2 separate regions of the Mus musculus genome follow, and region 2 is linked to region 1. Evidence: chromatin contacts called from public HiChIP or PLAC-seq data. All regions are on one chromosome and are shown on one strand. The core of a region is the stretch at or near the end of the contact, and the rest is flanking DNA. Distances in the headings are between cores, read along the strand shown.

Region 1 (4,615 bases), core at 793-3,292:
TCTGAAGCAACGCACTGTGCTTAGCTCTGGCCTCAAAGCTCCTGTTTAGGGAACACTGGAGACTGGGGGGCACTTGCCCGGCACCTAGCAGGAATAACTGTGGCCAGAGAGATCAGCCATGAAAGATTCCCAGTTGTGCAATGTGTGTGTGTGTGTGTGTGTGTGTTATTTCATACATGCTTGAATGTAGAAAACCTTAAGGAGAACCTCTCGTTTCCCAAGACACAGCAAGTCAACCGGAGCACCTCCTATGTCCTGAATGTTTTATGGTCTGCAAAGCAACTCCTCATAAATTTTCTAGTTTGACTCCCATAAAAGATCCACAAGGCGAAATGATCTGTATAAGCCTTCTCTGAGAAAGGGGATACCAGTCCTCAGAGAGGCCCTGGTTTGCTTGAGCGCCCACAGTAAGCAGCAGGGCTGGGCTTGGCTTGCGGGTACATGGGCTCTGGACTTGGGGGTGGGGTGGGTGCGCTAGACTCGCCATGTGACAACTAAGGCGAAGGGAAACCCCACAGGACTTGGTCAAACCCAGCAACTCAGTGTAAGTCTGGGAAGAATGTTTCTGAATCCCTAAAGCTATCTAGCTTCAAAGTCCTTGCCTCGCAAGGCTGGAGAGATGGCTCATCGGTTAATATGCCTGGTCTTATAGAGGACCTGGATTGGGTTCTCTGAAGCCTCGCGGCAAATCACAACCATCAGATGCCCTCTTCTGGCCTCTACCGGTACTGCATGCACACAATACGCAACCATATACGCAGACAGCCGTACACATTTATGTAATAACAGCCCACAGGAAAGACAAGGAGACATGACTACCACCAAGGAAGGTAAGGTTGAGAGGTTGGTGCCACTCAGAGCTACAGCCATTTGGCCACATCACAACGTGTACTCCTTGATTTCCAGGGACTTGAAAGGGTGTGTTCATCAGAGATCCTGATATGGCCAAGGGATGGCACACAGGTCTGTGGCCCAGGGCTTCCTGAGGTGTGGACTTGCAAGGCCTCCAGCCTGATGCCCTTCTTGTCAAGAAAGAACACATCGGTGGGGCAGAGGACGGACGTCTGTAAACACCACTCCCTCCCTGCAACAGATGGTGTTTATGAATGTTCTTTTGACTACATGAAGCGACTACTGAGGGCTGCAGATAACACGGTGAGGTTGCTGGCAGACACTGGCTGCTTCAAACTCAATTAGGCAATAGGCTTCCTGGTTATATATGTTGATAATGGTTATCTCGTGTTCATCTGTATTTTATGTCACGGGCAGAGTTCATTCTCAAGTTCGGAGTTGTCTCTGCCAGGAAGACACCATTGGCCAAATGCATTCATCTATGTTTCAGTAATGCAACAGCAGAGGAAAGAATTGCACAAACCCTCCAGATACAAGCAGCCGGGCATATGCTCTGGAGAGGAGGACCCCCTGGGGTGTGCTCCGTTACAATGTGGAGTACACCAGCAAAGAAAAGATTACGTAGAACCAGGGAGGGAGAGAGGAGAGAGGAGAGAGAGAGAGGAAGAATGAAAGGGAAGTAAAGAGGGAGGGGAGAGAGACAGAGAGGGAGAAGGAGAAAGAGTAGGGTGAAGGAGAAAGGAGAGGTGCCCATAATCCCTTTCGACTATGAGCCAAATCCTTCCGCTAGGCTCTACTTCCGGCATGGCCCACTACCTGCAGGTACCACCAGCCTGGCATCTGAGGAGGGATAAACAGCATCCAGCCCTTCAGCAGCTGACCCCTGCAGCAGCTGACCCCTGCAGCAGCTGACCCCTGCAGCAGCTGACCCCTGCAGGTCTGCTGTCTCCTCCCACCCTGCCCTTGAAGCTTGCCGCTGGGAACCCAGCCCACGGGCTAGGAGAGCCACTGAGGAGTGCACCGAAGAGGCAGCCTACTCACGGGGTCTGAGCCCCACTCCCTTAACAGCCAGTGGCAAGAACAGTGCTTAGTCTTCTGCAGGCCCGTGGGGCCAAGGTGAAATGTGTACAGAAACGGCATCCACCCCCTGCCAACAGTAGTCTCATCGTTGGATGCTTTCCAAATTATGCAAACATGACACAACTGGTTATAACAGTGGGAAAAGCTCGATATGCACAAGGGAAAGACTGGCTATGACCTCTCCCAGCCCTGCCTGCCGGACTCTCTGAAGCTCACACACAGTCCCTCTGTCACACTCCTCGTTGGAAACTGCAGGACAACATGCACACGTATGACACTTGAGGTCCCTTTCTTCCTGCCAAACATGCGGTTCTGAAATTAGAGGTCTCATCTCATGTCACATAGAGCAAGCATTCCTGTAAATTCATGTGTGTAAATCTTAGTCCAAGTTCCTTGATTTCTTTATAAACTCCTGCACGCCCATATGAAAGCGATGCCTCCACTAACCCTAGTCTCCCTGCCTGGGTCCTATAAACGTACGCGCCTCCATGTTCATATAATCATTACATGCAGCATGGGCTGAGAGGTGGCTCAGTAATGAAGGACGTGGATTGCTCTTGCAGGGGACTCAGCTCTGTATTCTGGCACCCACAGGGCAATTCACATCCACCTGTAACTTCAGCTCCAGGGGATCTTATGCCCTCTTCTGGCCTCTGCAGGGACTGCACACAAGTAATACACATATTTACCTGCCGGTAAAACACTCATATACCTAAAAATATAAATCTGAAATATTGCAAAGCCCACGTTCATAATTTCTTTAAAAATTTGAACAATATACATACTTTTCCCACTCAATAAAGGCTCATGCAGTCACCTATATCCTGAGTGATTTGGTGTGTTTAATGATCTGGTGATGTTTTATGGGGTAGAGACTGGTTCACACCCCCAGCTCTGCAGGGAAAGCCCCGGCTGCTGATGTGTGGGCCTTACAGATCCCTGATATGGCTTCCTCCACGTTCCTAACATGTTGGTTGGGCACAGGGGAGCAGGAAGGAATGTATACCCCATCTCCAGAAGACTAATGGGAAGAAACTGCAGAGACTCCAGCTCCCCTCTGTTCCTGGGTTTTCCTTCCCCGAGACAACGATTTGGTATATTAAAGTCCTTGGTAGCTGTATTCTGCAAGCCCATTCTTTCTAAATGTGCTGGAGTCCCCGAGAGTGTGACTGTTGGTTCACTTAAAGAAGTAGATTTTTTAAAAAAGAACCTAAATGAGTTTGCTACTAGATTGTTTCCCAAATGGCTTTCCTGAAAAGCGTCTACAGCATTTTGCTGTTTGTACTCTGTGAAGGTGTGATTGCCAGGGGACTCTGGCTGTCACTGTTACTCTCCTTTCACGATTTAAGTCAGTGGGATGGGCTTAGAGTGGGATGTTGCTGGCAGTTGTTGGATTCTGTCAATCTGACCTCAGTAATTTGAACAGTGTCTCCTGGCTTAGCCTTGGGAGTTGGCAGTTTAGCACATAGCCTGGACCCATGTCACCATGAGGAGGGGCTGAAGTGTGGTCAGTGACAGGGCAGGGGACAGATGGCCTGCAGCAGGCTCTGGATTTGATCCTGGAACTCTCGATTCCCACAGAGGATTAGAATCCTGGTTCTGACAGTTACTGGTCAGATGAACTCTGCACTTTAGTCTCTCCACAGGTAAAATACAAGGAAAGATCAGACTTCATAGGCAGTTGAAAATTGCATGTGTTGTTGGACCTGAATCCCGTAGAGCTGGGCATGCGGAAAGCATAGAAAAGTTTGACTTATTTATGGCCATACCTCACTTAACGCACCCGATCTCATCTGATCTCACAAGCTAAGCAGGGTCAGATCTGGTTTGTAATTGGATGGGAGACAAGCACAGCTGTTGGTAGCTTTTATGCATTTTAGCCTTGGCTCGTCTGGCTTGTTGATTTGTAAGGGCTCTTTACTAGTCCTTAAGTCTGTGGCTATTTATGTCAAATACATCTTTCTAGATTAGTTATCCCCCATCAATCTCTTCTATGATGTGTTTTGCTATTTTAAATCTTACCGTAGGAAATGGTGTCTCTTAGACAGGAAGGACTTGTGCTCCGTGAACTCAGAGCAGCCATGGCTGTCTGTGAGGACCTGCACAGGTCTTCAAGCCCATGAACATTCCAGTAGAGAAGGGGAAGAGATTTATGGCCTCACCCCACCCCCAACTGAGGAACTATGGGTAGTCCATGGATTTAGCGGGGAGAGGAAAATCAGTTTTCTGTAAGGATGTGGCTCCCAGTAGGTGGACCACATTATCTGCCCAGGAGAGTAAAGACAACACAAAGTGGAGCTGATGAGCTATTAAAAATCAGAAGAGGGAACGCAAATCTGGGAGGAGCAGTCAGGGAGGTGGGGACTGGTCGGAGAGGAAACAGGAAGGGGAGTAGAAGGTGAATAGGGTCAAAATATATTGTACGAAATTCTTGCTTAATTTATTTTTATTTTTGTACATAGTCATGTTTCTTTTCTTTAGCCCTCAGATAAGGTCTGGAGAGATGGCTCACTGGTTAAGCGCACTGGCTGCTCCTCCAGAGGTCCTGAGTTTAATTCTCAGCAACCACGTTGTGGCTCATAACCAACCATAACAAGATCTGGTGCCCTCTTCTGGCCTACAGGCATACATGCAGGCAGAACGCTGTATACATAATAAATAAATCTTTAAAAAAAAAATCCCT
Region 2 (4,615 bases), core at 677-3,176, 570 kb before region 1:
TTCACAGTTCTGAGAGCCCCAAAGGACTCTCAGAAATGCTGCTGTGACCTGTGAGAAACTCAAGAAAGCTGTGTTTGGGAGGAAGCGCGTAGTTACCAAAAACCAGTGTCCAAAAGTCCAAAGTCCCAAGAACTGCAAGTTTCTTAAAGGGACCAGCTCTCATCTGAGGGGACCCCAGTGCCTGCAAGACCATGTGCCTAGTTATAGTTATAGCAGAGCCATGTCATAAGCTCCTGGACAAGTTCCAAACAAAGCCCTTTTCCCGCCTCTGTCTCCTGGGATGTGCAGCCGCTCAGGGATCCCGGGCTTTTAGAATCATCTAGAAAACGTTACATACAGATTTGGATAGCCTGACCCCTGGGGTTGCAAAGCACCCTCTAGGGGGTCTCTTACCAGAATGGGACAACAGCCTGTGCCTGCCACCCCTCTGGGTGCTGAAATGGGGTGTCTGTGTGTGTCTCTGTGTGTCTCTCTGTGTGTTTGTGTGTGTGATATATGTGTGTATATCTGTGAATATGTGTATGTGTGTGTATGTCTAAGTATGTTTGTGTTTCTGTGTGTCTCTGTATGTGTCTGGTGTGTATGTGTGTGTCTGAGTGTCTGTGTGTGTCTCTCTGTGTGTTTGTGTGTATATATCTGTGTGCATGTCTGTGTGTGTATGTCTGAGTGTGTCTATGCATATGTGTGTCTATGCATGTGTCTGTCTGTGTTTCTGTGTGTGTATCTGTGTGTCTGGTGTGTGTGTGTGTGTGTGTGTGTGTGTGTGTGTGTGTGTGTGTGTTTATTCTTACCTGGGCACCCTGGGAAGGACAAGAGTGTGATCAGACCCTCCACAAAGCTATCAACAGCACACATTCCATTTCCTCAGGAAACAGAGGTTTCTAACACCCACCTCCCTCTTCTCAGCTGCCTGTTTGGCACTGTGAACATCTGACCCTGTCCAGCACCACGTGAGCAGAGTTCAGTGGATGCAAGTTATGGAGAAGCAATGGGTTCCCTTTATGGTGACTACATCCCATCCTCTATCAAATAAAACCAGGAGGGCTACTGGGGCCCCTGTAGAGACCTATACTCTTCAAGATCCTTATGATAGAATCTAGGATATTGTTTATGCCACATTACTAGAACCAAAGTCAAATCTTGGCTCTGTAGCCTTGCTGTTAACTTGTATGTATATGTATATGTATATGATGTATATGTATATGTATATGTATATGATGTATATGTATATCATGTATATGTATGTGTATGTATATATGTGTATATGTGTATATGTGTATACGTGTATACGTGTATATGTGTATATGTGTATATGTGTATATGTGTATATATGTATATATATACTAGAGCCAATATATACTAGAACATATATACATATATATATATATACACACACACATATGTGCATTGCTGCTCACCTTCTCAGAGACATAGATGTCCTTATCTAACAAATAATAATGGTGATGGAAATATTTTCATGGCAACCTTAATAAGATAACAAGAGCTTGTAGGTAGTGACTATATGGAACTGAACTGGGTGACCCCTCCCATACCCCACCCTCCCACCTACCCTCCCCTCAACCCCAAGAGTTCATGTTGTGGTGAATGTGGGTATGCACCCAAACTCATGGGGAAACCGTATGCAGGTACTGTTCAAACTTCTCAGGTTTGGCCAGGGATCTGACACTTCTGATTCCATCCAAGTCTGAACGAAGATCATTACTGTTATGTTTTTTTTTTTTTTTAAAGCAACGGGCTGGCTAGTCTGTCAAGGATATGTCCCATCAAGACATATGTTCCTGCAGGCTAGTTGCAGAGGATGCCAGAGCCTCCCTGCTTCTCAGGTTTTCTTCCCTGCCCTGCCACACCAGGGTGGCTCTGAGCAAGGTAAATATTTAATCAAGCATCTTGCATAACTATCACCGATTCAACTGTTCTGGGAGCCGTGGAGCAACAAGCTGGCACCTGCTTAAGTGGTCCGGCTCCTGGAGGCACTGTTGTTGCCAGCATGGGGAGTCTGTTGGCCACCAGTGGCTGATAGGTAGCAGAACTCTCTGGTCTGTTAATTGTCTTGGAAGCAAACCCGGGAGTAGAGAGAAAGAGAAAGGGCCTGTAATTAAAGCTTCCCTTGGGCAGAATTTTCTAGCAAGGGCAGTTGGCAACAAGCTCTCTGAGCTGGGCCTGGGGCTTTACAGATTCTGGCGACAGCCAGAGAAGAGGCTATTGTTGTCGCTCAGAAAGGGAGTCTCAGAGCAGTTAAGTGATTCACTCCAATTCCACAGCCACTTGGTGTCAGAACCAAGGGATGCAATCAGAGTCGGGAAATGCATCTGCCTTCTGACAAAGGCAAGCGGGACCACTCTCAGGTAACCCCGGAGCCCTGACAGCAGCCTTGCTCAGTACTGAGCTCAGGACACAAGGCTACAGGCATGAGCCGCTGGAGCAGGCTGGCACTGCAGAGATGCTTCATATGCTCGGCCTCATTCTGGTGCTTTGCAGTGGGAGTTTCTTCCTGTCTCATTTCAAGCTGTGTATTTATTAAGACCCAAGGGTCAGGCCTGGTAGCATATCCCTGTAATCCCAGCCCTTGGGAGGCGGAAGCAGGAGGATCACAAGTTCGAGGCCAGCTGAGCCTATGTCACAAGTTCTAGGTCAGCCAGATCTACCTATTGAGAGCCTGTCTCTAAAACCAACAGAAGGAGCAAGAACCAAGAGGCAGACGAAAACAGAGCAGTGTAGGGTGAGGGGCTCTGCTGCCTCTGAAGAGAGAAAACTTTGCCTTCCCATGATCCTACCCAGCTGGCCATCTTCCTCTGTTCTCTGACCTTGACCAGCTCCGAGCTCAGCACAGCCAACCTTTCCACCCTGTGTGCCCTGGGGTATCCTGATCCCTTGCAAGCCCTTCAACCATGTTTCCATCTAACAGTTCCCATCAAAGGTGAAGTGACCTGTTCAGAGGCTTTCCAGTTCCGGCCCCTCTCTTCTCTCCACACCTCCTGACAAGGCTGCATGTTTACATGTAAGGGCTTCTGTGACCCTCAGGCCCTCGAAGAGGTTCAGCTCTACTTTTCTAGGATGCACCCATGATGCACACAGAGGGCACACTCCCAAAGCCAGTCGGATAGCTGAGGGACCAGAGAGAGCCTGGAAGCGTTGTACACCAATTCCACAGTCTGTGAGTTCTGCATGTTTAATCCCATCCTTTGCAATCAAACCTCCTCTGTGGCAGGGTTTCCTCTGATGGCAGTAGGAAAGGCTGCCTTGTAGAGCACTCCTTAGGAACAACCAAGCCCTCAGGGACTCCAGTGTTCACCAGCTCTTGAGAAAATGGCAATCAGGACCAGAATTGAGAACTGTCCCCAAGTCTCCAGGAAGGTTGCTCTAACGAACAATTGAGACAATTCATCTCACTTTTAAAGAACCACTTTACCCCAGAAGTATTCATTGAGCAGCTACAAAGAGCTAGTGACAGCGTGAGTTCTTTGTTTCTTCTCTCTTGGTTTCTTCATTATAGGAAGCAGAATAATGCCCCTCACCCACAGATGAGATCAGGCATGTTCAGGGTAGTACAGTCATAGACTCCCCACCCCTTCCACCACAAAGATGCCAATATACCCACCCCAGGAACCAGAGAGCATGCTATCTTACATGGTAGAAGGGACATGGCAGATATGACTCAATTAAACACCTTCAGGTGGAAAGAGTTTCCTGGGTTATCTGGTAGACCTACAGCAAGCATATGGAGTTTTAAGACATGTGATGAAAGAAGAGACGCACCCAAGAGCCAGAGAGAGCAGGAAGCTTCTGGAAGCGCCAAAAGATCAGGGGGAGGTCTCTCCCTAGCACCCTGGAAGGCATGCACCCCCACTGACCCCCGGATTGTAGTTTTCAGAACAGTGAGTGAGGCATAGAGTTTGTGCCATTTTAAGCTGGCCATTTGGATCATTTATCCTGGCCATGATAGTGGCCTAATCTGCTCTTCTTGAAGATGGAGGTAATAGAAGAATGTTCCATAGTGTGGTGGATAGCAAAAACCAACAGGCTAAATAAGGAATAACAGTGTTAGGAGGGGTGATAGATCCAGATTACCATGGGGAAATTGGATTACCTCTTCACAATGGTGGTAAGCAAGATTATGTCTGGAGTGTAGGAGATCCCTTAGGGCGTCTCTTAGTACTACCATGTCCTGTGATTAAAGTCAATGGGAAACTACAACAGCCTAATCCAAGCAGGATGACAAAGGACGCAGACCCATCAGGAATGAAGGTATGGGTCAATCCTCCAGGAAAAGAGCCAAGACCTGCTGAGGTGCTGGCTGAAGGAGAAGGAAATACAGAATGGGTAGTAGAGGAAGGTAGTTATAAATACCAATTAAGGCCACGTAACCAGTTGCAGAAACGAGGATTATAAAGTAATATGAATGCCCCATTGTAAATTTACTAATGCGTTTGTGATTGTACGAGGGATAGTTATATCATGTTAGGCGTATTTACAACCTTGTTATTGTTTCATGTGAACATGAGATATTATTTGTGTCAAGTTGACAAGGGGTGGATTGTAGTGGCTATTCCTGGTTGTCAACTTGACAATATTTGGAATGAACTACAATCCGGAA

Evidence for each region. HiChIP or PLAC-seq counts read pairs in DNA pulled down with a chosen protein or histone mark.
Region 2: an H3K27ac HiChIP or PLAC-seq map of hepatocytes shows a contact between it and region 1, with 4 times the contacts expected there. The contact joins two enhancer-like sites. A contact is called at or near these places in 1 of 39 promoter capture datasets (the C10 cell line), 1 of 15 datasets of contacts at CTCF or cohesin (large pre-B cells), 1 of 484 Hi-C or Micro-C datasets (liver) and 1 of 115 datasets of contacts at active chromatin or transcription factors (hepatocytes).

The regions. Positions count from the first base shown.
Region 1 is chr5:148,752,513-148,757,127 of GRCm38.p6, reverse strand. No RefSeq gene overlaps it. Among named protein-coding and RNA genes, the nearest start is that of 2210417A02Rik, 13 kb to the right of the region's middle. Within about 2 kb of position 2,042, at least 18 of the 459 cell types and tissues checked have an H3K27ac peak or open chromatin away from gene starts, as enhancers often do. A contact at or near this core is called in hepatocytes, where this site is marked.
Region 2 is chr5:149,327,097-149,331,711 of GRCm38.p6, reverse strand. No RefSeq gene overlaps it. Among named protein-coding and RNA genes, the nearest start is that of Gm35620, 6.8 kb to the right of the region's middle. Within about 2 kb of position 1,926, at least 49 of the 459 cell types and tissues checked have an H3K27ac peak or open chromatin away from gene starts, as enhancers often do. A contact at or near this core is called in hepatocytes, where this site is marked.